Regions from separate parts of the Callithrix jacchus genome. Here region 1 is linked to region 2. The links are chromatin contacts, called in public Hi-C maps. All regions are on one chromosome and are shown on one strand. The core of a region is the stretch at or near the end of the contact, and the rest is flanking DNA. Distances in the headings are between cores, read along the strand shown.

Region 1 (5,971 bases), core at 1,004-3,503, 280 kb after region 2:
CTTGGTTCCCTAAAGGTTTGCTGAAAATCACTGACATGAGGCAGGTTGATTCATTAAAGAAAAGGCATATGTATTTATTTAACGTGTATTCACAGGAGCCTTCAGAATGACGACTCAAAGATACAGCGGAGATTGTCCATTTTTATGCTTATGGTCAACAAGTATGGACAGCCATGTAGGAATATGATTGGAGAAAAGTAGATCTAAGGCTAGCAAAATGAGCTGGGAAGCCCAGCAAGACCTATCTGTCTAGATTCTTCCTGGCCTCTTTGAGCGAGCATTTCTTCCTTCTGAGTGTGGAGCAGGACCCTCTTTGGAGTGGGGATCTTATGACCTACTATCAAACAAGGTAGGTTGGATAATTTCTTTGTGGCCAGATTTAATTTTTATTATTTATTTGAGACAGAGTCTTGCTCTGTTGCCCAGCCTGGAGTGCAGGGGTACAATCTCAGCTCACTGCAACCTCTGCCTCCCAGGTTCAAGTGAGCCTCCTGTCTCAGCCTCCTGAGTAGCTGGGACTACAGGTGCCCACCACCAGGCCCAGCTAATTTTTGTATTTTTAGTAGAGATGGGGTTTCATCATGTTGGCCAGGCTGGTCTCGAACTCATGAGCTCAAGTGATCCTCCTGCCTCAGCCTCCCAAAGTATTGGGATTACAGGCCTGCTCAGCCCATATGGCCAGTTTTTATACAGATAGGGTGGAGGGAAAGTTAAATTAAAATTTTTAGGTTTTATGACTGACTTTCGGGAAAGGGGTTCTGGTTTCTACAGCTAGCCTCTGGGGAGAATGGGACTGAGAGACAGGAGGGCAAGAGAAGGTCAGAGAAAATCATTTGCTTCTGAGGCTGCTGCTGAGGGCTTCATTCTGGGGTGTTGTTTTCAGAACCCCAACATAGTCTTTCTGGGAAGGTGGAAGGATACCTGACTTCTTTTACTGTAGAGCCAGCTAAGACTCCATGGCTGTCCAGAGCTTTCCCTGTGGCATTCTCATGGTAACTGCAACTGGTAAAGGAGGATATTTGGTAGGTTCTGCTCAAGGAGTAGCAACACAGAATAAATGCCTGACCACCATCCTTCCAGAAGGAGAATATTCCCAGGGAAATGCCTTTCTTTGTCAAAGTCTGTTTTTCTTTTCTTTTCTTTTTTTGCCAGCTAAGTATGTACATGTATTTTTGGACCTGGAGAAACAATAGAATGTTCTGTTGTATTTTTATTTTCTTTGATTTTTTAAATTCCAGAACATCCGTTTCCCCTTTTTGGGGAGAAAAAAAGTAAAATAAATAGTTAAACTGTGATATTATTTGACATTCCTCTGTAGCTTCAGAAAGGAAATTTATATTATAAAAATCTGTCTTTGACCCTTTTCTCCCTCCAAGGTCAAGTTTGGTTTTTAGATGTGGCTTAAAACATCTTTATATTAATAGAGGGTTTGAAACTCATCAATGTTTGAACAACATCCTGCATGGGATGCTGTGTAGGAAGTGTTATATTTGGCCTCTGTGTCTGCCTCAGAGGTGGGGTTTTAGGATGGATTGATTAACACAGAACGTTAAGTCTAATAATGAGATTGTAGTGGTTGTGAGCTTGGAGCTCTCCTTCAGACTTTCCGCCGCTGAACAGTGTGGTGGCTCCATTCACTCGGTGCTGCTTTTTCAAGACCTGTCTTCACTTACTGCACTCACAGATTCCAATTTCTATTCTTGCCGCAGCAAAGGAAGGAACCCTTGAATGCACAGGCAGGGTGAGGGACATGAGTGGATAACCCACTTCCAGACAGCCCAAATTCTAGAAGAGCATCTAAAGAGGGATGGGTATTTAATGTGTCTCCATATAATTCTCAACATCCTTGGTCTAAGCACAGCGGTGTCACTGTGGCGATATCCTCTGCCTATTTGGGATGATGATTAGAGCTGGGATGGCATATGGTAATAACAGATATCATTTATTACTGAGCATTGACCGCAGACTAAGAAAACCTTTATGGGTTATCTCTTTAGTCGTCACAGTAACTCTGCAAGGTGGTCTTTTCTTCATGCGACAGAAGGGAAAATGAGGCTAAGCAGGATTACCCAACTTGCTCCAAACCACACAACTCGAGTAGCAGGGCAGCACTGCTCTCTGAGCCTGGCTGACTCCAGCTGTCAGTGCGCTTTCAACTCTTGTTTCGCCGTGGCACCTGATCCCGCGGGCACAGGGCATGCGCGGGCGGTGAGGGCGCGTTGCGGCTTCTTCTCCTTTGTCTGCTGCGAGAGATCCGCGCGCCCCCTGCCTGAGCCATCCCGCCTTTGCTTTGTCTGTTGCATTGCTGATGAGACCTCTACTCCCAGTAAACAGCTCTTTAGTTTTATTGAAATTTATGTTTATGTTAAAAATGATGTTATCCAAAATCTTGGATTACAGAGCAGCAGAACTGTTTGCAAGGACTACTGTTTAGCGAATTGTTACAGAAACACCTTGTAAAATAATGAGTTATGTGAGTTGGAAGAACCAGACAGGGAAATGGTAATGTAAACACTTTATTCGCGGCAGCAGCAGCTGTAAAATGATAGGGCAAGTCTCTTGACTTTATTCCCTTTCTCTCTTTTTTTCTTTGTTTTTGAGACGGAATCTAGCTCTGTCGCGCAGGCTGCAGTGCAGTGGTGCAATCTCGGTTCACAGCAACCTCCGCCTCCTGGGTACAAGCAATTCTCCTGCCTTAGCCTCCCGAGTAGCTGGGATTACAGACGCCCGCCACCACGCCCAGCTACTTTTTGTGTTTTTAGTAGAGACGGGGTTTCACTGTGTTGGCCAGGCTGGTCTCGTACTCCTGACCTCGTAATTCCCCCCGCCTAGGCTTCTCAAAGTGTTGGGATTACAAGCGTGAGCCACCGTGCCTGGCCCCCTTCTCTGATTTTTATTTTACAATACATTCAACTTCTAGATCTTGTTGCTGTGTTTTAAAATTTTTATTTTTATTTTGGGACAGGGTCTTGCTCTGTTGCCCTGGTTGGAGTGCAATGGCAAGATCACCAGCTCACTGCAGCCTGGAACTCCCACCTTAGTCTCCCAAGTAACTGGGACTACAGGTGTGTGCCACCACACCTGGCTACTATTTTTTTTTTTTTTTTTTAGTTGAGTTGGGGTTTCCCTATGTTGCCCTGGCTGGTCTTGAGCTCCTGATTGCAATGGATCCTCCTACCTCTGTCTCCTGGTGTTAGAATTACAGTTGTGAGTCACCGCTCCCGGACATAGATCTTATTGCTATCTTTTTTAAAAATGCCCAATCTAATATTTTAGAAAACAATTTTTTTTGATTTCACATTGTTTTAAAAAGTAATTGGGAAGAAATACTATTTCAGAGGACAGCTTACAGAAATCTCTACTATATGACACAATTTCTTGTTAGTAAACACCATTGAAGGAGTTCAGAAGATTCCTGCTGTGACTGCCATATTAAAACAGAAAAAGAGGTTCAGGAGATTTCATGAAAACTTACAAATTACCCATGGCCTAATTAGAATTCTAAACAAATACAGTGATTTGCAGTGAACAGAGAGAGGAAGATCTAGGAAGAAGAAAATCTAAATTTGCTTGACCATTTTCTTTTCTTTTTCTTTCTTTTTTTTTTTTTCAGATGGAGTTTCACTCTGTCACCCAGGCTGGAGTACAGTGGCATGATCTCAGCTCACTGCAGCCTCTGCCTCCAAGATTCAAGCAATCGTTGTACCACAACCCTCCCAAATAGTTGGGATTACAGGCATGTGACACCATGCCGGGCTAATTTTCTTTATATTTTTTGTAAAGACAGGGTTTTGCCATGTTGTCCAGGTTGGTCTCGCACTCTTGGGCTTCAGTGATCTCCCTGCCTCGGCTTCTCAAAGGGCTGGGATTACATATCTGAGCCATTGCACCCAGCCCCGATTTTATTTTCAAAAATACATTTAGTGACAAAACATCACTTTGTACCTACATACTTAATTTTGGTTTCCCTTAGTTTTATTTTGTTTTTGACACATTTAGATTTCCTAAATACTGTAATAAAAACATGGTAAATATTATAATTTTAAGCCATTTCTTTCTTCTCTCCCTCCTTCCCTCCTTCCTTCCTTCCTCACTTCCTTTCTTTCTTCTTCCTTCCTTCAGTCTTTCCTTCTCCCTTTCCCTCTCTTCTTCCTCCTTTTGATCACAGGGTGCCTTCCCCTGAGGGGAATGAGATAATCATTTTGTAAACATATTAATTAAAAAAAATTTAGAGATGTCCTTTGAAGTGAAGCTTCTATACTTTTCATACTTTGGAATTTTTAGAAAATATTTGTCTTGAAGCAAGTTTTGTTAAAATCTAAAGGACTGAGAGACATATTTTAGTTCTAAGGCATTTTTATAGAGACTGATAGGAAATGAATTAAAAGAAATGCTATTTGATGCAGTGTGGAAATGTAACGATTGTCTTGCTGTCAATGTAACCTGGAATGATATACAGCTACCTCTCTCTGGCCTGGGAGATTAATGAAATGACTCTAATTCTGGCAACGCCTCACACCAGGAGTGGATAAAATAACTCTAAGTTGATTTATGCAAAGGGCAGTACAGACTTTAAACAGAGCATTGTGGCTTCTAGTCACTTTGGTGACATTTGGAGTGCCATTTCAGCCCTATTTGAGGTAGGTTGTCTGGCACCTCCTCAGGTTTCCATGCGTGCACCAAGATGACACTGTGACTGCAGTCCAACTTGCATCCTCTGTCACATGACATGCTCTTCTGATGATTGCACTTGCCAGTTAGTAAACAGTCACTTTTTGAGATGGAATCTTGCTCTGTCACCCAGGCTGGAGTGCAGTGGCAACATCTCAGCTCACTGCAACCTCTGCCTCCTGGGTTCAAGCGATTCTCCTGCCTCAGCCTCCCAAAGAGCTGGGACTACAGGCTTGCAGCACCACGCCTGGCTAATTTTTGTATTTTTAGTGGAGATGGTGTTAAGCTGTGTTGGCCAGGCTGGTCTCGAACTCCAGATCACAAGTGATCTATCCACCTCAGCCTCCCGAAATGCTGGCCCACGTGGTGTTGTGATCAATCTTATAAGAATGTATACCTTGTATTTTAAGAGTCAAGCATTTTTAAGAATGTATACCTTGTATTTTAAGATTCAACCATTTTTTGGCTATCTCTTCTTTTCTACCTCTTTCAATTATTAATGCTACCTAAGGCAAAAGAGGCTTCTCCTTAGCAGCCAGCCCATAAGACTCTCGAGGCAATCTGTTTCTGTGGTAGCTGAGAGAGAGAATCAGCTTTGGAGGCTTACTGGCCAAGTCCAAATCCATTCCCATCAGCACCTCATGAGGGTGTTATAATGATTAAATGAGGCACTATGTGCAGGAAAACACAGTGCCTAGAACAGAGAAAAAGTATTTTTGTTAGTTTTTTTGGTTTGTTTTCTAAACAAAACCTTCCAAATGTTTTGGTTCAATGGTTTCCTTCCAACAGGTTATTATCAGAGCCCATTGATCATAATGGCTGATATCATCATGAAAGGAGACATGGCACTTCTGGCGGAGGAACATGACCCTCCAATAAAGATGTCCTGTGAAAACATCCAACCATATCTATTCAAGCCTCTGTCTAACTGCTTCTCAGAAAATAATAGGGCACAGGCAGTAAAGCCCCAAACATGGGAACCCCTAGGACAAACGACTCAATATCTTCAGTAAGAGAATGGCCAGAAAAAGTGTGGAGGGCAGAAACCTCAGACTATAAAAATGTCAAGGGAATGGCAGCCAACTGCCACACATGTGGGCAGGTCCACATAGGAGACAATTGGGCAAAGTGAACGTTGACTGGACATTTGATTTGATACAATTAAGACTTAGTAGGTTTTTTTTTTTTTTTGAGAGAGGACCTCACTTTGTTGCTCAGGCTGGTCTTGAACCCCTGGGCTCAGGCAATCCACTCACCTTGGCTTCCCAAAGTGCAGGGATTACAGGCATGAGCCACCACA
Region 2 (5,903 bases), core at 1,400-3,899:
CTCTATGATTGCAATTAATGTTTTGTTCAACTACAAATGCTTGAGCTCAACCCACTTACTAGCAGAGTGAACATAAGCCCCTTCCATTCCCTCACCTAGGTAATATGCTTTTTCCTTTTTTTTTTTTTTTTTCATTATCCCTTTAATGCAGAGCAGGGCTACTGATTAGCAAGAGGCAGTTTGACTCCAGCAATAGGTCTTCTTCACTAAGCCTCACTGTCATGGAAATTCCAGCTGCTACAAGAATAAGAGGCTCAATCCATATTTGCCAGCTCTAATATGAAATCTGTCAGAGCCCAAATTAATGAGTTCCAAATTCCTTACATCAGGATAACAGGTTAAGACTGGTCAATTAATTACATAAATCCTTCCCGATTCATTGTGCGTTTGCAGCCCAGATTGTGTCTTACATTACTCCATGACACAAGGCCTTTTGGCTCCTGTTGTTCCGCAGAAAGGCCCCATTTAAGTGGAGCCTGCCTGCCACGACAAAATGTTAAATGTCACACGTTAAATTTGCACTTTTCTGTAATTGCTTTTGTTAAAAAAAAAAAAAAAAAATTAAACGAAAGCACAGGGCTCCCGGTACACCGATATGCAGAGGGCTGGGATTGTACTACTGCCTGGATCCCAGGGCAGGTCGGCCTGTGTTTTACCTCTAACCGTTAGCACATGCTCCCTGATGCTGGGTCCTCTGCAAGCAGTGGAACCCAGAACATGCATGTTTGTGAAAATAAGCCAAGTTTCCCTAAGATCTAAGAGTCTTGTCTTTATGAAAGAATTAAAATAGGATTCTCTACATAGCCAGCTTCCCTTGTCTACCAGTAGAACTATGGAATATCTTAAACACTGTTGATCTAAGCACCTTTCAGAAGTATGTGCATATTGTATTTGCACAGGCCTTTGCCTTCAAAAAAAAACAAACAAACAAAACAAAACAAAAAACAAAAAGATATTCCGGATTTTGCTATTAGGATTCGTCCCTGTAACACACTTTGCTATTAGGATTCGTCCCTGTAACACACTTTGCTATTGGGATTCGTCCCTGTAACACACCTACAGAGAGTGAATTAATTGAGGACCTCAAAATCAACCAGGCCAAATCTTTTCCTTTTTAAAACATCACAATGTGCTTGGAATCACAGCTAGTTAGAATTCGACCTGGATGTTCAAGACTCCTAGTGTGGTCTCTCCCCTCACTACATTTCTCTGTGGACTTTTATGCACTGGAAATGGTTCCAGTTGTATTTCCTGAACCATCTTATTGAGGGATAGGGGTTCTGCGAATACACTGAGCGAGCAAATGATGCTCCTAAGCACAACCAACACCTATGTAGGGAGCAGGTTCTTTCTACTTGGGAGCCCTAACACCACTCCACTACGCGAGGAGCTCACCAGACTCAACCAAGGGCGCGTTCTGCAGAGGGCGGCTGCAGCCTCCGCTCTGGCTCGGCAGCGCCCCCTCCTGGCCTCCGGCGGCCTGGCACCTGATGTGTTACCGGCTTTCTCCAGGGACTAGAACATAGTCCCTCTAAAGGGATCTCAGCCTAAAGCGGATGTCAAACTTTATCTCCCCCCGCTTGCAGCCCGTACACACACACACACACACACACACACACACACACACACACACACACACACACACACACACAGAGCACCCTGACCCAGGGCCGTTTCTGCACCTGGAACCACGCACTTCTTCCGCAGCAGCACACTCCCGCCACCAGGCGCGACTGTCCCCTCCCTCTCCAGACGGGAGGGGGCAGGTTAACGCGGCCGCGCGCCCGCTGGGCAGGTTTTAGCCTCTTGGGGGCCTACAAGGGAAAGGGGATAGCTAATGTGTGCGGTGAGTGTGCAGATGACAAAATTTAGGGAGTGGAGAGTTTGCCCGTCCCTATCGCATCCGCTCGTGGGGACCCTCGGGGGCTGGGCACCACCAGGCCAGGGCAGCACGTTTCGCCCCTCCTCGGGCCAGGCGCGAGCGTCTACAGAACAAAGCCTGGAGTCCAGCCCCGGCCCCGGCCCACCGCGGCCGCCCCTCGCCCAGCTCCCGGCGGCAGGGCCCAATCCACGCGCGCTCTCTGGCCCCGCGGGGCCCTGGAAGCCGGGATACGCGGAGGTCCACGGGGTCATCGGCGTTCACAGCAGCCTCCTACACCAAGCGCACCACCCGGAGCCCCTCTGCACGAGCGCTGCTTATTGCTCTTTTCCCCAGCAGCCAGAGTCGTCACGGTAGCGCGGGAAGGGGCCTCGCAGGCCGGTCTGCAGCAGGTGCGGCCGGGAGCCGCAGGCCGCGCGGTAAATCGCTGTCTCTTAGCGGTCGTTGTTCTCACTCATCGCCCGCCGCCCCCACCACCAAGGCCTTTTTTCTTTCCGCCGCGCAGTTGCCATGGGTTACCAGAGCGGTTGCCATGGGTTACCGGACCGAGGCCGGCTGGCTCGCTACCTGCCGCCCAGTCGCCGCCGCCGGCAGAGCGGCCCGGGTGGGAGGTGGCGGGAGCGCGCGTGTGCGGGACGCGGCGCGGAGAATGCGCTCGGGCCGCGGAGGCGCTGCAGCCAACAGGCGGCCGAGGGTGCAGCCGCCGGAGCGCCACCGCCAGTGGGGTGGGGGGCAAAGCTATAAAGAAGGCCCAGAGGTAAGAAACTAGCAAAAACACAACCACAAGTTATGCCCGTGCTGTGCCTCTAGCAGCAAAGACAAGCGGTGTGGGCTTTTGGATGAATCTACACTTCTCGTCGGGGGAGAAAGGGTATTTTCCTCTTTAGCATAAGCCATTTGCATAGTGTCTTTAGACCAGAGTTTAAATTCAGGAGGAAACTGTAGCTTAATGGGTTTCTCTCTCTCTCTCTCTCTCTCTCTCTCTCTCTCTCTCTCTCTCTCTCTCCTCTCTCTCTCTCTTTTCCTCTATATCTTTTGAAAAGAAGTCTTTGGAATTTTGGAGAAAGAGAAAGGGTCATTAACTATCAGAGTTTGCGCAGCTAAAAAATTAGTGTCCAATGCACTGCTCATGATCTAGGAAAGTTTCCAGTAAGACTGAAGCGCAATTATGTGTGCTAAAAGGGACAATGGTGACTGGTTTGTAAGATGCATATGGCAAAGAATAGAACCAAAGTCCTTTGTATATATAGCAAATGTTAAAGAAATTGTTGCTTATTTACATCCTTCTGAAATTTTTGAACTCCACTCTATTAAAATTATTAATTTCTTACGACGTTTATTTGCAAAGAAAATTCTATACTTTGAATGTCAAATTGCAGTAACTAATTTCAGACAGTATTAGTTTTTGTCAGTATTTTGTATTTGAAAATGTGTTTATATATAATCAACTAAGAAAAGGTCTGTATTCCAAACAAAACCACAGAATTGTATTTAAATAAATTGTTTCCTTCATTGAAAAGATGTTGCGTTGTATTCATAGGATACCAGCTAATAATTTAAATATTAAGAGGAAGACTATTTAGAAACAGAATAAGCTTTGTTATTTTTGTTTTTTAAATGTTAAGAGGCCTCTAATGCAAAAGGGTCTTCTTTTACAGCTCAAATACTGAAAGCCTGATTTGTACCACAGTAGCTCAATAATAAGAAATCTTTAAGGCACCCAAAAAACACAAACCAAATTCAAAACAACATCCAGTTTGCTGTTGAATGTAACAGTGATTGTGGCCAGGCTAAATGAATTTGTTTAACTTCTTAATTGTCATAAAAGAAAATTTGTTCTTTTACTTTATACTGCATATCAGTTTTTTGTATTTAATTATTCAATAAAATGTGGACTAGGTTGAAGAACTGGTAAGATACTTAATATCTTAAGGGATAATATCTGCTTAAAAATAAATACTTGGTTTTCCCTAGTAATTTTCAAAACTTGAATTTTAACTAGAATTAAGTAACTTTCTTTCAAGAGAGACTTTATAAGAAGCCTAAGTAACAGGTTGTTGACTTTCACTGTTGACACCTTTGGGTTATACATAAATCTGGTTCTACAACAAAACACATAAATTGGCTTTATAGGTGAATAGTTTACCCTTTCAGAATTAGCCAGGGAAAATGCCATTTTGCTGTATTGTAATAATAAAGAATCCAGGATTACAATTCTTTACATTTAAGTCATATTAAAAATAGTGTTAAACATCTATTCTATTCAGGTTAATTACAAAAAGTAATTATTTTCTTTTTCCTAAAGAAAGCTTTATAAAAATATGCCAGAGAAAAATAAGAGCCGAAGCAAGAAAACCACTGGGACGGAAGTTCATCTAAATCTCTCAGCTGCAAAAAATCAGTTTTTAGAAGCCAGTGTGTAGACACCAAAATAACTGAACCAAGGCTAAAAAGCCTGAAATATGTACAACTATAGTGAATATCAAACCATGCTTTACCAAATTTCATCATCAAAAAATTCAAAAACACTGAGTTTTGGTCTAAGGCAGAATATATTCTCTTGTATAAAATAAGTGATCCCGCAAAGTTGATTTTTTTTCACATTTAATGTAAAAATGATGAACTCATGACATTTACACATCAAATATTAGGCATTACTTAATATTAATTTTGATGGCTATGATACATTATCTAAAAATAATATGACAATTGGTGGCACAGTATGTGTTTTTCAAAACAGCTGTAAAACAAATGTCAACTCAAATACATATTGCTGAAAGGATGAGGATCGCTCTTAAATGCCTGGATGGCACAAACTTTACATATTAGCATGGTAAGAAATTGCTAAATATTTTCTTTTCCTGTGTTAAAATAATAAGGATCTAAGACACATTAAATCAAAATATTTACCAAAATTTAATAATGTTTTAGACCAAAGAAAAAAGGACAAATTAAAGAAATCATTCTTATTCTGAATTTAAATTTTTAAGTGTTAGTTTTTAGTTTTGTTAGTTGTTTTTTCTGTTGGTTCTTTGAAACAAGCATTGTAAAGACTTTTTAATAATACAATAACTTTTAAATTCGTAGTGAAAATGAAAAGGTTGCTTTTTGTAGCAGCTCTGGCCACTCTCCAATTAGGCTGAGTAACATTTAATTAAAGCAACAAGTTATCCTAGTTATCTGAAAATATCTTTTTGTTAGTTTCACAGAAATACTTTGTACCATTCAACATGGAAGAAACTTGAGTAATTATCTCACAAAAATTCTGCCTTATCTGAAATCTGAAGTTCAAAACAGTTTATCTAAGATACCTTTGGGACACTAAAAAAAAAAAAAAATTTTATAAAATTATACTAGTCTTCAAGTGGATGCTTTAAAAGAAAGGGCTTTTTTAATGAATATTTCTGAAATTAGCAAGATGACATCCTTTTCTAAATTATAAGAATATTTATTGGTAAAATTAAATTTATTAATTTTTATAAGATCCTTCCTCTGATTTAAGTAATAAGTAACCACCACTGATACTGAAAGTTATCTAGTGATAAGAAATTGCACATTTAGTCGGAAAATAAATCATTAACCTGTAGTTCTAATTATGTGATAATGAAAACAAACGATTTGTCTCCAGAAACCATTTGGTGAAGCTGATTTTGGACAATGAAAATGTCTTTCTGAATCTGTATATTGCAATTATAAGTAATATTACTAGCACTATCTATGTTTTTTTCTAAGATGTAAACATTATTTTAATATGTCTCTACTCATAAGATACATTTCCATCTAAGCGTGAAACAGAATACTGGAAAGGTTAAATACTCTTAAAATAATTCAGTCAAACACCCAAAAGCATAGTGTTTTGCCAGTGCATGGGAGGTATCCACAGAATATCAGCCACATTATCTGAGAGAGGCAGTCTTGTCTATGCTGTTACTCTTCATAGTGGTTAATAACATATACACCGTTTACGGTAACACTGCCCCATTGATACAAGAAGAAATGCTGTATCTTGATTTTAAATGCTACT

The links. Hi-C and Micro-C count contacts between places; a contact is called where the count stands out from the background.
Region 1: a contact with region 2 is called in a Hi-C map of induced pluripotent stem cells, with 4 times the contacts expected there. The contact joins two enhancer-like sites. A contact is called at or near these places in 3 of 3 Hi-C or Micro-C datasets (induced pluripotent stem cells and skeletal muscle).

What each region holds. Positions count from the first base shown.
Region 1 is chr11:32,013,483-32,019,453 of calJac240_pri, forward strand. No RefSeq gene overlaps it. Among named protein-coding and RNA genes, the nearest start is that of NFE2L3, 69 kb to the left of the region's middle. Within about 2 kb of position 2,254, at least 2 of the 16 cell types and tissues checked have an H3K27ac peak or open chromatin away from gene starts, as enhancers often do.
Region 2 is chr11:31,728,307-31,734,209 of calJac240_pri, forward strand. It overlaps SNX10 (sorting nexin 10), which reads right to left. Exons shown (of 6, transcript XM_078342535.1): 6 at 4,413-5,903. Among named protein-coding and RNA genes, the nearest start is that of SNX10, 78 kb to the right of the region's middle. Within about 2 kb of position 2,650, at least 10 of the 16 cell types and tissues checked have an H3K27ac peak or open chromatin away from gene starts, as enhancers often do.